3 separate regions of the Hordeum vulgare genome follow, and regions 1 and 3 are each linked to region 2. The links are chromatin contacts, called in public Hi-C maps. All regions are on one chromosome and are shown on one strand. The core of a region is the stretch at or near the end of the contact, and the rest is flanking DNA. Distances in the headings are between cores, read along the strand shown. Region 1 holds the start of LOC123402409 (trafficking protein particle complex subunit 2-like). Region 2 holds the start of LOC123401984 (adenine phosphoribosyltransferase 1-like). Region 3 holds the start of LOC123402327 (UDP-N-acetylglucosamine transporter UGNT1-like).

Region 1 (4,772 bases), core at 269-2,768, 720 kb after region 2:
CCGGCGATTTTGGGGAATATAAAGTCTACATGGCTAAAGTATCCCACATCCTGGTTAATTTGAGCCTAGCTGAGTGCATGCTAGTAAGGGATGTTTGGTCATCCCTGGCCTGTTTGAGTTGTCCATGGCTGAGTGAAAATGTTTCTGGGTTGGCTGCGTTACAGGATTGGTGGGGATTTTGCATGTGAGAGCGTGTTTGGTTGGATTTGTCCATAGTTATTGTGATCATTATTTCTAAAAGGTGGTGAATTTGCCCCCTTGTGTTGTGGGATGGGTGGTCTGGAAAACAGCCAAGTACTTGTGATTAATAAACGTGTACTTTGAATCTAAGTTGACTACTTAATACTTATGTCATTTCTTAGGACATGTACAACAGCATCCACTCAGCCGTCTGTAACGCATGCCACATGGGATTTTTATCTACGTTGAGGAGAGAGAATGAAAAGAGAGAAGGAGGGTGTCGATTATTCATCAGACGGTCGATATCCAAAAATATCACTCCGTATCAACAGCCATTTGCCGTTGGGATATCATTTTTACTAGCGATCACAAAGCATCCTGTGCTTGCCATATCTGACAGGAAAATTGTAATTTGTTGACCTTATGTAGTTTACAATTGTCGCAAACACTGAAACACAAATGTCATGACTACACAGCTAAAGCAAATTGGTTTTTCAAATATTTTAAAATCACATAAGCATGAGACATGAGTATAGCAACCTACTCACCGTGACACCATTATACATCAAGACCTTAAGAACCAAGAACAACCAAACAGTTCAAGTGTGTCATAATAGTAGGTAGCAGCAAGATAAATATCAGAGCACACACTTAGCTAATATCAGATACATGGTACAGGATTTAGACAATTCAACTAATTCTATCCACGAAACATTTGGCTTATCCAGTTTGCAAGTGCAGAGCTACAAGCATCAATAGAGCTCAAGCTAAAGCAAAAAATCAGGGAAGAAGACCGTTTTTGGACAAACTGTTGTACAGGTAGTCTTTACTGCTGTCTATAGGTGATAGCTACAGTCGGGGTTATCTACACTAATGCACATGCCCTTATGCACCATTTAGGATGTAATCAAGACAATGTAGCCTGTAGGTACGCTGCAGTTAGAATTCTGATATTTGCTTGATTCATAAATCGAGTTCAGTAGCATCTGTAAACATTGCCGTCAACTCTGTCAGGGGGGATCTACAGGTAACAGCACTCGGGATTGTTTGGGATGCATAATCCTCAACGCCACAGATGAACAACAAAAAATGACAGGGAAGCAAAGACCGGATTGATAGGACCACCGCGCTCAAATTAGTCAGAGAATCCCGTTGAACTTACCACATAGGCTCGAGGAGTGGAAAGAATGGAGGGCGGAGAGATGCAAGTAGCGGCCGGAAGCACGACCGGGGGTCAGCAGAGGAAACCCTAGCTTGGACGAAGACGGGGAAGGAGGTGTCGGACGAGCGAGGGACGCACAAGTTTTTTTTTTTAGTTTGGGGGCGAGAGGTTGCCTCGTCGCTCCACCAGCCCACCGTTGCCTGCGCAGGGCCTGGTTTGTCATTAGCTGGCCAAATGGGCCGTTCTTCGCGGGCGGGACCTCGTAGTCAGCGCCCACGCACACCTCCTCATGGGCTGGCCCACACATAGAGCTGGGCGCTGGAAACCAGCGCGTCCGGATCCAGAGAGCAACTGATTAACGAACGCTCCTTCCAAAGATTAGCCAGCACTCCCTCACAAGCATTTCAGCAATCACTTCCACATGGTGCTACTTGGCGCGTTCCCAATCATCGTCACATATCACGCTCTAAGCGTTCCCTTCTAATTTTATTTTTTTATTTTTTCACACGCGTTTTCTTCTTTTCGAGTGATTTTTTTGCGGATTTTTTTGGTGTTTCGGCCTTTTACCGGTCTTTAGTAGCTTTTGGACGAAAAAAAAATATTTTTTAGGAAAGAACACATTTTCTTTTTTTTTACGTAAAAAAACGCATTTTCTTTTTTTTGCGACAGACACGGTTTTGCCCTCGCGAGAGGCACGACCGTGCCTCTTGGAAAGGAAAAAATGCGTTTTCTATTTTATTTTTTGCGAGAGGCACGATTTTGCTTCCGCGAAAGGTACAAATTTACCTTCACGAGAGGCGCGTCCGTGTCTCTCGGAAAGGAAAAAACCTTTTTCAATTTTTTTTGCGAGAGACACGGTTTTCCTTCTGCGAAAGGCACGATTTTGCCTTCGCAAGAGGCACGCCCTTGCCTCTCCCGAAAGGAAAAAAACGCGTTTTTTTCGAGAGGCACGGTTTTGCCCGCGAAAAGGCACGGTTTTGCCTTCGCGAGAGGCACGCCCGTGTCTCTCCCGAAAGGGAAAACGCGTTTTCTTCTCTATTTTTTCCGCAAGAGGCACGGTTTTGCTTTCGCGAGAGGCATGGTTTAGCCTTCGCGAGAGACACGACTCGTGCCTCTCGGAAAGGGACAAAAACGTGTTTTTTGTTTTTTTTATCACGTGAGGGACGGTTTTTCGTCCAGTTTTTTCTTCCGGTTTTTTTTCGTGAAAAAAAAAAGTTCGAGATTTGGACGAAACGATTTAAGAGATAAAACATTTTCAAAATACGGACCTACGAAAAAATGGAAAAACTCCCGATTACAACGAGTGGCACACATGTAGTGTGCCCGTTGTCCCAACCAGAGAAGGTGGGAGTGACCTTTTAAAGGAGTACTCCACAATTAGTGATTTCGGGTTTTGGGGAGCAACTAGTTAGGCAGCACTCCTTCGTGAACCTCCCAACAATCTTTCTCATGCGCCGCCACTTGATGCACTCTCAGCGGCCGTCACTTGTCGCGTTTAAGTGTTTTCTTCGGATTTATTTTTCTACACACGCTTTCGTCTTCTTAGATTGTTTTTTCAGGTTTTTGGTGTTTCGGTTTTCGCTCGTCTTTCTTAGCTTTTCGATGAAAGAAAATTTTAAAAAAATTGCATGATAAAATGCGTTTTTTTCTGCGACTGGCACGTTTTGCTTTCGCGAGGCACGGTTTTGCTTTCGCGAGGCCCTGACTATCAAAAACGAAAAAAACGTGTTTTTTATTTCTTTTTGCGAGAGGCATGGTTTTACTTTCGCATGAGGTACAATTTTGCTTTGACGAGAGGCACAGTCGTGCCTCTCGGAAACAAAAAAATGCACTTTCATTTCTTTTTCTATCAAAGGCACGGATTTTCTTCTACGAGAGTCATGGTTTTTGTTTTTGCCAGAGGCACGGCAGTGCCTCTCAAACAAGAAAAAAATGTGTTTTCAGTTTTTTTTCGTGAGAGGCGCAGTTTTGCTTCCGTGAGAGGCACGACCGTGCATCTCGGAAACGAAAAAACGTTTTTTTTCTTTTTTTTTTGCGAGAGGCACAGTTTTACCTTCACGAGAGGCACGGCGGTGCCTGTTGGAAACAAAATAAACACGTTTTCTGTTTTTTCTGTCGTGAGAGGCACAATTTTCTATTCGGTTTTTCCGTTCGGTTTTTTCATGAAAAAATATTTGTCAAAACCTATCAACATGGGATCTAGTTTTGAAGATATCAACACAAGGAACCCGATGGTGAAAATGGTCCGAAACTCGGACACGCGGTTTAAGAGATAAACCATTTTGAAAATACGGATCAAAGAAGAAAGAGAAAACTCCGAGGTTGCAACAAATGACACACATGCACTGTGCCATTTACTGCAACCTCGGGAGGTGGGAGTGATCTTTGAAAGGAGTACTCCTCAATTGGTGATTTCGCTGGGTTTTTTCATTTTGCTAGTCAAGGTTGATAATAACTTTTGTAACCTCTTCTAAAATATGTGTTAACTTTTGTAATCCTCTTGCTAGGGTTTTGTTTCCTCCCGGAGCAATTTTTTGCTGCCATCGAGTCTTGCTTCCCCTACCTCTGCTTCCATCTACATGCTTATGGTCCTCGATTGGTGGTGTTCTTTGTGGCGCCCTCTGGTCCTGGCGGGGCTGTCGAGGGTGAAGGAACTAGGATTCAATCTAGAAGGCTCAATCAAGGATCTATCGGGTTAGGGATCGACATTTCAGCTAACAAGGCTTTCAAGGGTCTATCACGACACGTTCATGAGAGATCGCGGCGTGGGAACACTGATGAAGGGACTGGCACTGCATGAGGAGGACCTCGACAACGTGGTGTTTGATGAGAAGGAGGTGTCGTCGGCGGATGCTCGGTGGATCGCTCTTGTAAGGGCTCACTGTACCAAAACCTATAGCCAATTCTGATTTTTCAGGGATATGAGAGCAGCATGGGATCTTGCCCACGAGGTGAATTTCAAGCCTTTGGAGGAAATCTCTATACTATGCAATTCTCGTGCCTAGGGGAGTGGGAGAGAGTTACTCAAGGTGGTCAATGGCACTTTAGGGGCGGCACAGTTGTTAGAGCATATATCTCCATATGTGGTTTTGGTAATTGATGACAATTCCTATGGACTAATGGTTGCCTTAAGTTATATTTATAGGATTTGTCCATAGGCACTTCTTGAAGTCCATCTGGTGGGTTCAAGGAGTTTATATGATGACCAAGATGGTATTCAAGGTATTATCCAAAGAATGGTCATAGAGACACAAGGTTGATCAAGATCTCAGACAAAGAGTAAATCAAGATGATCAACACACAAAGCGTACAAGATGTACCGAGAGGGATCAAGTGATCCCATGGTATGGTAAGCATTGTCCATTACGTGTTTGTGTACTAATCCATGGTCTTCGTGAGAGTTCTATGTGTGGGTTAGGTGTGTTTCCAT
Region 2 (4,119 bases), core at 938-3,437:
TAAAAAGAAGTAATAGGAACTGCAAATTTCTTCAGGTTTCATCATGCTCTGCTGCATAAAGGGATTGCCAACATTTTTTCGTGTAAATTTTATTTAGTTCCAGATTACCAGTTTTACTTGCTCGCACCAGAAAAAGAGAAAAAACAAATTACTCAACTAGGTCATTACTTACGGCAACAGGTTTCAGCGCATAGAAAGGAGCATTTTTTTAGGGGAGCTCACCTGGGAGTTTCTTAGGCTTACGCAACGGAATGAACTTGGCACCGATGGCTAGTGCAATCGCCGGGCCAAATATAAACCCTCTCGCCTCAATCCCTGAAGAATGGAAACAAAAATAATCATAAATAATATGATGGCACACAAGGTAACTCCATTTAGTCGAGAATAACAAGATACTGTCTTACTGGTAATAAAAGGAGAGGGTTATGAGGAAACAGAATGGAAAACCCAAAACCAGGACCAGGTAGGGAGGAAGCAGACAGAGGATCCAACAAAGGAACAAAGCAAAATCTGAGAAGCAGTACTTTCCCGTGAAAACGACGGCAGATTGGCCACATCCACGCGCATGACCTCAGAGCAAACGGGGTGCTACAGGCGCCTACTCCGTCCGTCCGGTGTACCGCCGGCCTCCCACCGTCCGATCCGATCCCCGGCAGACACGGCCGCGGCCGTCGGACCACGGGGGACCTCTGGTCCGGTCCCCTCGCTGGCCACGAGATCTGCCCGTGCCAGGGCTTCTACGTGCGCCCCGGATACGCTATTGAATGCGCCAGATTCCGCCCGACTCGTCACGGCCCATGGGCTTTTTGTAAAAAAAAAAAAAGGCCAAGTTGGAGCAGCGCGACCGCGTCATGTGCCAAACATTCTGGCACGCACGCACGCACGCTGCGGGTGCCGCGTCGGGTCGAGCAGGCGCCGACGCATACATTCCTGATTCCTCTACCTCTAAACAACGCTATGAAAAAAAGGGGGCCTTCTTGTTCTGACCTGATAATATACTACTGTAGGAGTAGTAAAGAGCAGCTGGCCTGCCGATTCCTCACATAGAGATCGACCATAATATGGGCATGGCATTACCAATAGTACTATCTTATCTTAGCATAAAAGACCATAACCCGCACATGCAGAGCGTAGCAAACACCCGAGCCCGACTTTCCCTTTCGGTAGGCAGCCCTCGCGTTCGTGACCGGAAATGGCCGACGCCATTGCGAACCGTCACCCACCGCCACAACAGGCCCTCGGCGAACTCCTCCTACTCTAGCGATTTGGTAGCGGTGCTAGTACAACACACAGTGGCACATACTGTATTCTACTAACATGAAGGGCGTGGCAAAGCTTGGCCAGCAGGAACAGGAACAGGAACAGTAGCGTGGGACTATTATTGTGGCTGCTATATGATATTGTTCTCCCGAGAAAAGGCGGAGGACGGGTGAGCAGCAGCCAGAGTGATGCGAAAAAGCGCACCCGGGCGACGACAAGCATGCGGGAGCAAAAGGACCACGGGAGATCTCCCCCAAAGATATTACGGAATCTCACAACAACTCACCGAAGCCCTCCTCCTCCTCTCTCTACCAGTACCACCCCTGCCTCTTCTTGCCTTCAGAGGACGGGAGGAGGGCGGAGCGGGGTAGACAAGTGTACGTACATGCATGGGGATGGGGGAGCTAGGAGTAAGCTAGGAATTACTACTAAGGAGTAAGGAGGGACGGGTGGGTTACCGGCGACGGCGGCGATGTCCATGCCGCGGTAGCGCTCGACGAAGATGTCCACGGCGTCCTTGAACACCCCGGGCCGCAGCAGGAGCGTCGTGATGTCGTTGAACATGATGCCTGCGATGGGAGCCAACAAGTTTATGTAGTCGTGCGCTGCGCTGCTGGATGGGGTGGATCAAGAGTCAAGAGAGGGTAGGACCTACCTGGCTTGGGGAAGTGCGGGACGACGCGGATGGCGTCGGAGATGCCCTGCAGCCGGGGGTCGGCGGGCGCCACCACGGCGTCGTCGGCCTTGACGTCCGGCATGGCCACAACGGCGTGGCCGTTCTCCTTGACCTTGCCGTTGCCGTTGCCGTTGGCGGCCTCCATCACGGCGTTGCAATTGGCCTCCTCGCCCATTTCCACTCACTCTACAGAGCTGCGCTGCGCTAGATAGGAGCTGGAGTGTTGAGGTGAACAAGTGAGTTAATGTTGCTTGCTGACGGGTGCCGGTGTATATATAGCAGGGAAAAGGAAAGGAGAAGGGGGGTTGGGGTTGCGGGGGCGTTGCTTCCTTTATTACTATCATCGATCCTTGGACTTGGAAACAAGCAGCGGACCACCACGGGCCCCTGTTCACAACGCATAGCCTGTGACCCCTCCCGCGTAGGAGTAGACCCCGTCTATAGCCTATCCACAGCCTACTTGTACGTGACAATGTGTGTGTGGGCGTGGGCGTGGGCGTGGGCGTCTGTGGGCGCGCGCGGGCCGCGTCGCTTTCCCCCAAGCCCAGACGCAGCGCAGCGCAGCTACCACCTCTGTTTCTCTCTCTACTACTCTACTCCCGCGTAGGAGTGTAGAGTTTTCTTCCTCTATTCGTGAGCAGTGGGTAGCCGTTTCAGAGAAATCAAACAGGTGGAGGGAGGAGTTACTCCACTTGGCACCTGGCGCCGTTTCCCACAGACGCGCGCACCATCTTTTGCTCTGCTTTTCACACCTCCGTCTCCGTGCTTCGTCGCTCGCTCGGCCGCCTCGGCATGGCGCTACGTCCAAACACGCAGCCGGAGCGGAGCGGAGCGCACGGGGTGGGGATCCGATGCGGATGTGGATGCCGGTGCTGCATGCCCTGCCGCGTGCAGGATCAGCACTGGGCGGCGGTACGGCGCCAGTTATGTCACCTTTATTTCGTCCAGGTATTCGGTGCACCGTGCCGCGAGCCCGGACCCTTGCTGCATGCTGCTGCTGCGATGTGTATGTATGTATGCCTCGACGTCTTCGCTCTCTTGGATCGCTCGTGAATTCATGATTAAAAACGGTAAATGCAATCAATTTTGGCACATACTATTGGACGTGCTTCGACACAAATTGAACATATTTTTTATTTTTTTATCACATGGTTTATTACAGAAATCAATATAAATAAAAAATAATTTAACAAATCAAAATAGTTCAACAAATAAAAACTCATAATTCATCACACATCGAGCTAGGCTTTGTCCTTGAGCCTTCATAGATGCTCCACCAAATCGTCCTACAGTTGTTGATGCATCTATGGATTTCGGATCTCCTGTCGCATGTTGAGGAAGGCAGTACAGGTTATCGATAGCTGTTGATCAACTTGGGCAAGAGGGCCATGTCTCTAATATGGTTCAGTGTCAAACATGATGGGGATATGTACCTAGGGTAGGATCACACGCCTGACCTGAATGTCCTATGCAAGGGTACCTCATTATTAGGTCAAAGGTCAGACAGAAGATTCCGACTGGATGAAGATGGCACCTAAAAAGTCACTCGGTATGTAAACACTCGGATTATATTCCCATACACTCAACGACCGGTATCCACTCGGAAGGATTCCGGTCGACATTGAAGACGAGAAGTCACCCACGAGGGCATACTGACACACGTTGAGTCAATGGTCTTTAGTAGCATTTATTACCCACTTACGTTATCAGTAACGTATATCTTTAACTCATATTGATCGAGACCTTAGATGTTGAGGCCTTGATGAGAGGTGGCGCACTCTATATAAGCCACCCCTCCCCTCCGGCACAAGGGTTTGCACCCTCTGTATTACACAATCCACACTGCAAGAGCTCCCGAGCACGTGAGACGTAGGGCAGTTACCTCCAAGAGAAGGGCCTGAACTCATACATCTTGCGTACAAGCTTGTCGTAGCTAGGACTCTCCCCTCTCCATTCGTATCCTACACCTCTACTGTCAGGTTTATTCCCACGACAGTTGGCGCCCACCGTGGGGCACGCGTCTAAGCAACTTCCGGCAAGTTTGCATTTTTCACTCTTCGTCATGTCTTCTGGCGGCGGTTCGTTCATGGGTGGTGAGATCCGTTTGGCGCCCTCATCTTTGTCGCCGACCACTCGGCATGGCTTCCAGAAGCGCCACTCGACATCGAGGCGCTCCCAGTCCA
Region 3 (4,724 bases), core at 1,236-3,735, 590 kb before region 2:
TCTCAGAAGATAAAAGATAAATATGAACAATTTAAAAAAATCAAGAAATTTTCACTCGCAATTATAATTTGGCAATGATTCTATTATCCACTTTAAATGGCAAAGGATTTTCAATGTTCCCATCAGAATTTGATCTCTCTTACTATGCCAACACAAGGTTAGCAGATGTATGCATGTTGTATTGAAGAATCATACTCGTCAAAGTCTCCGTTCAAACAGGGTAAAATTCTTCCTCGATACGGTAGAATTCCCGACCCCTGGTAGGTACTACCGAGATGATTCCTACTTGAAGCTCTGCTGAGCAGTTAGATAGAAGTCAACAGACCAGTCCCCATCCCAACCCCAAGCACCTCAGTAACAGAAGTGATGCCTAACAGACACAAACTGCAACTAGTGCTACATTACAAGACCATACCAACATTTCTATCTCCAAATTCATACAATGGATCTAGCCACCCCGTGATGACCAAAGCATGCAATTCATGCCACATAGAACTGCATCTAAAACCAAACAAGACAAAAGGAGTGGGTTGACGTATCAATGATGACCATGTAGGAGAGCGCGATGGAGGTGCCGCAGAATGTCATCATAGTGGACCCTTGAACAGAGCAGCAGCGCCACCGGCTCCTAAGAGAATCACATAGCCATGACAAGAAACAAGCAACATACTTTGGTCGGATCCACAAGAGCCAGCACAATTAGTTATATAAATTATACCACCAAGTTGATCATCTTGCAGTATGATTATATTTGACATATCCAGCGCTGTGATATTTACTACAAGCCAAATGCTTTTTTTTCTTTCAAGAATACGCCATGGAATGGATAATGCAGTTCTGGGAGGAATCGGTAGTTGGGCACTGGATCCCTTCGGACCTGGAGAGCGTGTGACACTGGGTCGGGGTTTGGTGAACCAACAGGTCGCTCCTTTAGTTGAAGTATCGGGCCCCTTTTTCGTTGCCTAGGTTACACCTTCGGAATACCCCAGACGGGGATTTCGCTCTATTCCCCCCAGTCTTCACTTTACGCCACGCCAACTCTCCGTCGTGAAATTAGACCAAGGGTCGAAGGCCCATAACCATATCAATTCCAAAGAAGTGGCAAACAAGCCAATTACACCATAAGCCATACAACACTATATCTATCAGAGATATTCCTCGCTAATGCCTACCCCTAACGGCGATGGAGTGCCCCTAGCCGCGAAACTCGACAAGCCAAACGATTGTCTTTACTGAATTGTGTTTCTGAGATAGATGGGCCTGTTCCAGTATATGTGGATTGCACTAGCCCTTTCCGTCAGTTCGGGTTTTTGGTTGCGTTGGCTAGTGCATGAAGCTTGACATGGTATCGGAGCTAAGGTCTTGAGTTCAAGTCCTGGCTTTCGCAATTTATTAAAAATTGCTGGTAGCCCCCCATATGTAGTGGTAATAGCCGGTTTTTACTAGGTCTATAAGTAGCTCTTACTGACGAATACCTACGGTGACACCCACTGAGCGGTATGTACTTTGCGTATAACCTGGGCAACTGAACTGGCAGTACTAAAATGGTTTCATGCTAGACACAAGTCAACCAACCAGCACTAACTCCAACTCCCAAGAGAGGCACAGAATCGCAGATCGAGTCACGCACCGGAGCAGGACATGCACGAGACCGATGCGATCATTGTGCAGCAGTGTTTGAGATAGTTGTCCTTGTGGCACTCAAATACAAATAGATAGTAGAGACAGCCAGTTTTTACTAATGCTAAACCATCTCCAAGTCTAAGTACTAGCTCTTACTTATGAATACCTATAACCTGTGGCAACTGAACTGGCAGTACTAAAATGGTTTCATGTTAGACACGAGTCAACCAGCCAGCACTAACTCCAACCCCCAAGTAGCTGAATAAGGGATGTGACGGGCAACTGAAGCAACGAGCTAGCGACGATTAGCAGCAAATCAAGCGCTACCCTTTACCTGAACCCACCCAACGAGCCACAAGCCCGCCGCCGTAAACGAAAACACACAGACAAGGCGTCAATTCTGCGCCACACCACAGTCGCGCAGAGAAAAGAGAAGACGCGGATCGAGGCGCGTACCGGAGCAGGACATGTAGGAGAGCGCGGCGACGGCGCCGCGGCGGGTCATGGCGGAGCCCTTGAACAGCGCGGCCTCGCCGTCGCCCTTCCCCGCATCGGCGGACACCGGCAGCAGCACCCCTCCTGCGCTCTTGGCCATCTCCCCTCCCGGATCTCCGCCCGCGAGCGACCACGCCGAGGAGGAGGAGGAGGAGCAGCGGGAGGAGGAAGGATATTTGTGGCGATGCGCGGAAGGGGAAAACGGCCGTTTGGGAGCGAGCAAGACTCGTCTCTGCTTTTGGCCCGATCGGACGGGGAGTTTTCGGCGACTCGGCCGCTCCTGTGGGCTGCGGCTGGCTGGGGAAGGGGAAACTTCTGCCCGACCGGCCGCGCCTGCGACTGCCTGTCAGCGGCGTTGGCCAGCGCGGCGGGCGCCCTTTTATAAGCCGGGAGCTTGCCTGCCTTGTGCCTTGTGGTGCGTCGTTGTTGGTCACGTCTGGGATGAGATCGAGCGCACCCGGCACAGCGCAGCTCCAACATGGGGGGGCAACATGGCTGGGTGGACGCTTATCTCAAGTGCTCACATGCCACCGGTCGATTAAACAAACAAATCTCCCGAGGAAGGGTGGAGGGGATCCACGAGCCGGATATGGTGGCGTTATGTGTCACGATTCGAGGGGCTCTGTGCGTTAAAAGATTTGTGTTGCTAAGATGGAATGGAATTTGCTCCTGCTACTAGTGCGCTGCGTAGGTCTGGTCCGAGGAAACGAATATCTGGTCTACAACCCAACCGAGGTACAGTACTTACTATGTTTGGTGTCACTTAATTCCTGAGGATATGATTCTGATTGTGGTGTGTATTTGCTTCTTTCCTTGTTCACGAATTCATGGAAAATATTAAAGGGCAAGCTGTATGCTGTGATGCCGTGTTGCCATACTGTCATTTTTTAAGCATTTATGTGCTGCCTTTTTTTCTTGCGGAAACATTAAGTTTTACCTCGATAAGTCCGATATACATCCTCAAGCGAACATAAACACTTCTACTACCTTAAAGCATTTTTCAAAATAAGCAGTTTTTAATGGTTGCTGTATTTTCTTTTACGTAAAAAGAAACTTGTTTTCTTAGGAGAATTGATGTTCTTTGTTCAAGAGTTTTTGGTACATCCGAGAAAACAGGTATAACCCGGAGGAATGTGCAACCATGCCTTACAAAGTTTATTAAGATAACCTTCCCTAACTAATATGGGTGTTGCTCTCTTGCAAAACGTCTAACCCAATTGAGTTAATGCTCACTCATGGTATGTTAGCAAATTCTTGATCTTTCTATGATAGGTTCATACGTGGACCGGTCCAGCTCTTGTGACATCAGGGTTGTACTCACATCTTGATTGTGTGTCTCATGCAAGAGCTGTTGAGCTACCACCTCAATGATGAGTTATACTACTCGCGGCAAGCAAGCAACTCGGCTAGCTCGGTTTCCGTAATAGATGGGGGAAATGACATGTTCTAGCCAAGAACTTGCCATAATGATCGCGCACGGCCGCTCCACCACCACTATAGCAATCTAGGTTTACGGCAGCTCATCCGCATTTTTCTTGAGTCAGCCCACCTTTGGAAGGCGCCATCTTCCGATTGGTTTAGCAGTCGAAGACGGTGGGGAGTTGGCATGAGCCTCCAGTCATTCCTCCAGTTGCCTCTACACCCGGTGAGTCAATCGGCGAGCCCCTTTTTCTCGTCCACAAATAGCACAAAACACCTCATGTTTGATGCGATGACGGTGCAATTCCGCCCCATAGCCAAGCTAATATGCGCTATGCGCCAAACACGTATATTTTCTTTGTTTGGGACATCAAGGGCCCACAACTCTAGCCGCCCTCGATGTGAAGCCACGAAAGATGAGATCTCCTATATCCCGCCTTGTGACTGTTCAGCTCCATTTTCAAATGATAGGCCCACCTAACGATTTTAGAGCTCATGACTTAGCCACGTCCATGTACTTTTGTCAGCCGATTCCATCGGCCCTTGCATCGCTCCACCATCGGAGCTGGGGTGCCCTAGCTCTGTTGTTGGACCGGTGGTTGGGCAGTAGTGGACCGCTACTTCCACCATAACTGGTACTACCAGGGCACTAAGCGTTCGTACCAACATGTGCTCTGCAACTTGGTTTCCCACAAATAACGTATGTGCCGATCATTGGACTGGTTGTACCGCTCATGTGTTTTCCTACAACATAACATGCAGATTTGCAGGGGGCTATAAAGGGGGTCTTCTTCCCCATTGCCCCTATGGTTCTTGAGCAAGCCCCCCCCCCCACACACACACACCATTATTGACCTCTTGGAGCTTGCTTTCTATCTACCCCCCCCCCCATTCTTGCGTCTATTTGAGGAAAAAGAGAGAGGAGATATAGATGTACATTCCCGCCAATCCATATCTCCAATAAGTGAGGGGAACCCCTTGGATCTAAATCTTGGAGTTCTCTATGTTCTCCTTGTTCTTTCTCTCGTATTTCTCAATTACTTTTGTTGTTATTGTGGGATTTTGGAGTGAGGGACTTGACCACTTCGTGTGTTCTTGTCATTGCATTTGTTGCATCGGTTTGAGCTCTCCTCGGTGATATGTGGAAGTGAAAAGTTGAGAAGTTTATTACTCCTGGGTGTTTGGGC

What was found. A called contact is a pair of places that touch in the nucleus more often than the background predicts.
Region 1: a Hi-C map of seedling shows a contact between it and region 2, with 5 times the contacts expected there. The contact joins the promoter of LOC123402409 here to the promoter of LOC123401984 in region 2. A contact is called at or near these places in 4 of 6 Hi-C or Micro-C datasets (leaf and seedling) and 1 of 1 datasets of contacts at active chromatin or transcription factors (embryo).
Region 3: a Hi-C map of leaf shows a contact between it and region 2, with 5 times the contacts expected there. The contact joins the promoter of LOC123402327 here to the promoter of LOC123401984 in region 2. A contact is called at or near these places in 3 of 6 Hi-C or Micro-C datasets (leaf and seedling) and 1 of 1 datasets of contacts at active chromatin or transcription factors (embryo).

Annotation. Positions count from the first base shown.
Region 1 is chr6H:358,920,636-358,925,407 of MorexV3_pseudomolecules_assembly, reverse strand. It overlaps LOC123402409 (trafficking protein particle complex subunit 2-like), which reads right to left and starts at 1,518. Exons shown (of 6, transcript XM_045096333.1): 1 at 1,343-1,518.
Region 2 is chr6H:359,644,897-359,649,015 of MorexV3_pseudomolecules_assembly, reverse strand. LOC123401984 (adenine phosphoribosyltransferase 1-like) reads right to left here and starts at 2,187. Exons shown (of 6, transcript XM_045095848.1): 1 at 1,916-2,187; 2 at 1,719-1,829; 3 at 223-315. The coding sequence starts at 2,111.
Region 3 is chr6H:360,234,334-360,239,057 of MorexV3_pseudomolecules_assembly, reverse strand. LOC123402327 (UDP-N-acetylglucosamine transporter UGNT1-like) reads right to left here and starts at 2,485. Exons shown (of 10, transcript XM_045096230.1): 1 at 2,080-2,485. The coding sequence starts at 2,218.